2 separate regions of the Danio rerio genome follow, and region 1 is linked to region 2. A link is a contact called in public HiCAR-type data. All regions are on one chromosome and are shown on one strand. Each heading gives the region's core, a stretch centred on a gene start, on an enhancer-like site or on the middle of the called end of the contact. The rest is flanking DNA. Distances are from core to core; before and after follow the strand shown.

Evidence for each region. HiCAR-type assays count read pairs that join an accessible place to other places.
Region 1: a HiCAR-type map of caudal fin shows a contact between it and region 2, with 7 times the contacts expected there. The contact joins the promoter of pomgnt2 here to the enhancer-like site in region 2. A contact is called at or near these places in 3 of 18 Hi-C or Micro-C datasets (caudal fin, hematopoietic stem cells and an unstated tissue) and 3 of 4 datasets of contacts at active chromatin or transcription factors (caudal fin, embryo and gastrula embryo).

Annotation. Positions count from the first base shown.
Region 1 is chr16:8,477,542-8,480,241 of GRCz12tu, forward strand. pomgnt2 (protein O-linked mannose N-acetylglucosaminyltransferase 2 (beta 1,4-)) reads left to right here and starts at 1,398. Exons shown (of 3, transcript NM_001012384.2): 1 at 1,398-1,693.
Region 2 is chr16:8,338,829-8,341,528 of GRCz12tu, forward strand. ano10a (anoctamin 10a) reads left to right here. Exons shown (of 14, transcript NM_001030206.1): 12 at 1,105-1,233. Among named protein-coding and RNA genes, the nearest start is that of ano10a, 22 kb to the left of the region's middle. Within about 2 kb of position 1,318, at least 22 of the 62 cell types and tissues checked have an H3K27ac peak or open chromatin away from gene starts, as enhancers often do.

The DNA of each region.
Region 1 (2,700 bases), core at 148-2,647, 140 kb after region 2:
GTGGTAACATTACTTTTTATGTTTACTATGACACAGAGTGGCATTAATAAGTCACATTAGTCATTAAAATATTAAATCATATTGTTTTTCACCACATTTTTAAGCGCCCTTTAAAATATTTGTTGCTCCACAAATGAACCCTAGAGGGCGTCGTGTTACCATTAAAGAGACGATTACAATTGCTATTCATTTTGATGACTTGATTGTAAGACAAATAAATCTTTTTTGAAACACGAGATGATTAAAATTCTAGCACGAGTAATGTCACAGTGTGTGTGTTTTTTTAAGATAAAAAGATATTCGGGTCACGTTGTTATCTGCGTTCACAAGAGATGTATTACAATTTCATTTTCCCTTAGGCAGTGTAAAATCTATAACGTTATGGTAATAAGCTGGCTGCTGAAATCAAATTCTGTAAATTCAGAAGTCTATAAACTGTGTTCATTCAATCAAATATGCAGGAAACCTGCAAAAACAATAAATAAATACACAAATATATAAATAAATGAGTAATAAACTTCTTGCAATAAATAAAGTAATAAATAAATAAACAAATAATAAATAAATACATGTATATACAAATCCACAAACTCCTACATAAATAAATATATAAATAATGAATAGTGTGGGCAGGTAAATAATTAATAAATAGGTCTAAGTAATTCATTAAATGAATGTTGGGGGGAATAGGGAAATGCTAAACTAAAGGTTTATTTTCCCTCCTTTCAAATGCTTATTCATAATTTTTTTATTAGCATGATGACCTGAGGAAAAGTAAACACGGAACTACGTTCAAGAAATTAATAAATGTTTGAAAGGGGGGAAATAAACTTATAGTTTAGCATTTTATTATCCCCCCCCCCCCCCCCCCCCCCAACATTCATGTAATTTTGTATACATATTTTAATTTAATTGCAGATTATTTAATGTTTTATTTATGCAGGAATTTATGGATTTATTTACTCATTTATCTATGTATTTGCGTATTTATTTATTTATTGTTTTTGAAGGTTTCTTCCTCTAACCAAACACTGTACATACTCTATAAATTGATGTAACTTTACACTTACATTTACCTAAATGAGTTAATCATCAAACATCAATCATCAAACATCCTAATGGCAATCTGTGCCAAAGTTAGTTAGCTAAAAAAAAAAGGCTTTTTCAGTGAATTTGTGGAGACTCTGTTTATCTGTCTATATTTATGATGTAATATTTTAAGAAAATACTGAATTTATTTGAAATAAATGGTATTACTAGAAAATTAATGTGATATTAGTCTTCATTGAACGCTCTCATTTGGGAGTCTCAATTGTGCTGCGATTCTCTCGCGATAACACAGAGTGCAAACGTCAGACTGATTAGCGGCGATAAGATATCGCGAGGTTTTCTCATCTGAGCTCGGTCATCGCTGTGGGTGGAGACTTCTCCGGCAGCTGGGTTAACGCTGGTAGAATACGCGCGACTGGGTCGAATTTGCGCTACGTAACGGTAAAATTAAGCCGATATTCAATCGTTGAACCACATTGTTGAATGAACACTTCGCGGGATTAACACAGTAAGCTCAGAAATGCCGCGTTTGTCCGCTGTAAAGTTGTAAATGGTCACAGCCACTGATTTGCTGGAGCTGCTGTAGAAACAGTGTATCCGCAGTGAATTCACACCGTTTCGTCCTGTCTCACCTTTCCCACAGGTATGATATGTGATTGCTTTTTGACATGGCTTATGCATTATTATATGTCTGTTTTGGGAAACTTAATGCAAGAAGTTTTTTTTTCCAACTAGCCGTCGTCAGGAAAAGAGATGCTTACTTACTGATCAACCGAACAATTTACTCTGTAAATCACAGATCAAACCTCACTTTTTGATTTAACTACTGTAATATATACCTATAAAACATTACACGAGACAATAATAACTTGCTACCATTTGTGTTGGACAGGAAAATTTATTTAGCATACTACAGTATTTATTTTTTATTTTGAATAGCTTGTGTTATGATTATGAATGATATTTACTCAAATGTGCTTGAGTCATCAGGTCAGCATTATTTCTGCTTCATGTCATCTCTGCTGGACTGCAAAAAGTTATTACTATTATTTTTCTTATATTAATGGATATTATTAGAAATAAAATGCAATGCAAAGGGTAAATCTGGAAGGACGGCTTTGGATGTGATGCCACCACTATATTAATGAGCATTTGACATTTATAAACAGTCCTTGGGTGGAAGCTGCAAATGCAAGTTTTGCTGATGTAATTGAATTTTGACTGACTGTTACATTGGAGCAACTTTCTCTTTTTATATAGTCAAGGACAGAAATGCCTGCGAGGTGTCACTCTCCAAAGCACACAGTGTGCAATGTCTTGGTGCAAAGTAAAATACAAAAATGAAATATTTTTCAGGGTGCCTCACACAACAGTTAAGTTAAAATTGTGCGTAAAAAATCAGATATTTCAATTAAAATGTAATTACTGTCTGTTTTCAAACCAGCAGGCTTTATAAGGGATTCCTGTAATAAATGGAGATGCCTAATAGCTATTAGTTATTAACTGCATTCATCTAAATTATCATCCTATGATGCTTTCCCTGTCAAGTATTAATACATAAATTATATCATACATTGGATAAAAATACTGTTAAACATTTTAGAACGGCATTTACAATCTTAAATTTTCAATTCCCCCCAAAGCTAAATA
Region 2 (2,700 bases), core at 68-2,567:
AACAAATGCTAACTTGACTTCTAGTTAATCATTTGGAAAAGTGGCAGAAGGTCGATTTTTCAGATGAACCATCTGTTGAAGTAAATCCTAATCATCACTGCATAAATAGTGCTGGATAAGTTGGCGGTTCATTCCGCTGTGGTGACCCCTGATTAATAAATTGACTAAGCCGAAAAAAATGAATGAATATAAATATGCATGTATAATTGTGCTATATATAAATGTTTATATAAATAAACATGGCGACACAGTTGAGTGGTCAGTTTCACAGCAAGAAGGTCGCTGGTTCAAGTACAGTATGTGTGTGAAACCAGTAAAACATACGCTGAATAAGTTGGCGGTTTATTTCGCCGTGGCGACCCCTGATAAATAAAGAGACTAAGCTGAAGGAAAATGAATGAATGAATAAATAAACATTTATATATGTTTCACTTTGATTAGTGTATTTTTGTATTAATCGTTAAACAGCATTAAATTCTTTTATTATTTGCTCAATATTAGGACCTCATTCATGCTCCTATTTATACTTATATCATATTATTTTCTTAATTTTAAAAGCATACTGTAATCATATTTGTTTTATACAGTACAGGGTTATCTATAACTCTATGATAGCATTGTATCAAGACATAGTTTTCGTTGTCAGCTGAACTGTACAGAGGTCAAAGGCCTACCATCAGCTCATAGGCCTACTTGTGCTCTAATGAACTAATGAACCTTATTGTAAAGTGTTACCGTCTAAAGATTCATTCATAATGGTCTTACAAGGTCTTAAATTTGATTTGATGAAACCTGCAGATCCCCTGATTCAAAACCAAAACATTCTATCATCATTTATTCAACCTTTACTTGTTCCAAGTCTGTTAATCCTTTTTATTTTTAAGAAGATATTTAGAAGAATATTGGAGACCGCTCACTATTAACTTCCATACTATTTTTTTTATTTTTATAGAGGTCAGGTTTCCAACATTCTTTAAAATATCTTCTTTTAAATTCAAAACTCATAAATGGTTTGTTACCACTCGAGACAGAAACAGGGAGATTGTCATTTTTGGGTGAACAGTCCCCTTTAACTAACATCTGATTATTCTTTTCTTCTTTCAGTTGGCATTTGAGACGATGAGTATTATTGCTGTGGTGACCAACTGTGCCTTGATTGCTTTATCTCCACAAGTGAAAGCATATTTCCCGGAATCGGATGCTCAGCTCATCCTAACTGTGGTGGCCATAGAGGTAACATTCCAACTTCTCATCTCCTCACACCAAACACTGCTTTTGCGATGGCTCAGATGCTCCATAAGGTGGCATGAGTGAGCTATTTTTCCTTGCATGAACGTTCAAAGGTGCTAAACTTGGCTGCAGCCGTTGTTTCCATAACCGCCAGTTTGGAGAATGCAGTGAATGTAGTGTGTTAGGCCCTGTCAGATTGTATAAGAACAGTATCCAGAGCCTCGCTAAAACGGAAAAGCTCCAGTCCATATGGGTTAACTTCAAAACTAAACAGGAGGTTCAGTAAAGGATACGCTTTTGCTGCTGGCCTCAAGAGACCTACTGAAAATAACTGACCCAAAGCATGAAGAGAAATACACACTCTTGCACAAACACACAAGAGACGTGTATTTTTTTAGAGAAGAAAAAATAGAACTCCTGATATTCTGTGTGAACCTGGTGGGGATCCGGGGAGGAATTCATTGTGCCATGTCTTGTTTTCCGCTAATTAAACTTCGCAGTAATCACTGGAGTTGTAATTAGGCCATACTAATTCACCGCACTGCATCAGCGAACGTACCGTGACAGAATTTTAAATAAAACTCAAAAAATAAGCAAGCGTTTAGGGAATGGGAGAAAGTCTTTACAAACTTCCCAAGCAAATTTACTGCAGTCATTGGGGTTTGTTGTTGTTTTGTTCTGCAACATCGAATCGAGGAAATTTGCACCCTGTAAAATAATGTAATGAGAGAAAGTCAAGAGAGCAAATATTAACTTATACTCACCGGCCACTTTATTAGGTACACCTTACTAGTACCGGGTTGAACCATTTTTGCCTTCAGAACTGCTTCAATCCTTCGTGGCATAGATAGAGGCCATTTGAGTACAGTAATCTCATTGTCATGTTCAAGAAACCAGTCTGAGAGGATTCGCGCTTTATGACATGGCGTGTTGTCCTGCTGAAAGTAGTCATCAGAAGATGGGTTCACTGTGGTCATAAAGGGATGGACATGGTCAGCAATGGTCAGCGTTGACGTGATGCTCGATTGGTACTAATGGGCCCAAAGTGTGGCAAGAAATTATCTCTCTACACCATTACACCACCAGCCTGAACCATTGATACAAGGCAGGATGGGTCCATGCTTTCATGTTATTGATGCCAAATTCTGACCCCACTATCTGAATGTTGCAGCACAAATGGAGACTCATCAGACCAGGCAACGTTTTTCCAATCTTCTATTGTCCAATTTTGGTGAGCCTGTGCGAATTGTAGCCTCAGTTTCCTGTTCTTAGCTGACAGGAGTGTCATCCGGTGTGGTCTTCTGCTGCTGTAGCCCATCTGCCTCAAGGTTGGATGTGTTGTGTTGCTTTTAAAGATGCTCTTCTGCAGACCTCAGTTGTAGGCATAGGTTATTTGAGTTACTGTTGCCTTTCTATCAGCTTGAACTGGCCATTCTCCTCTGACATCTGGCATCAACAAGGCATTTGTGC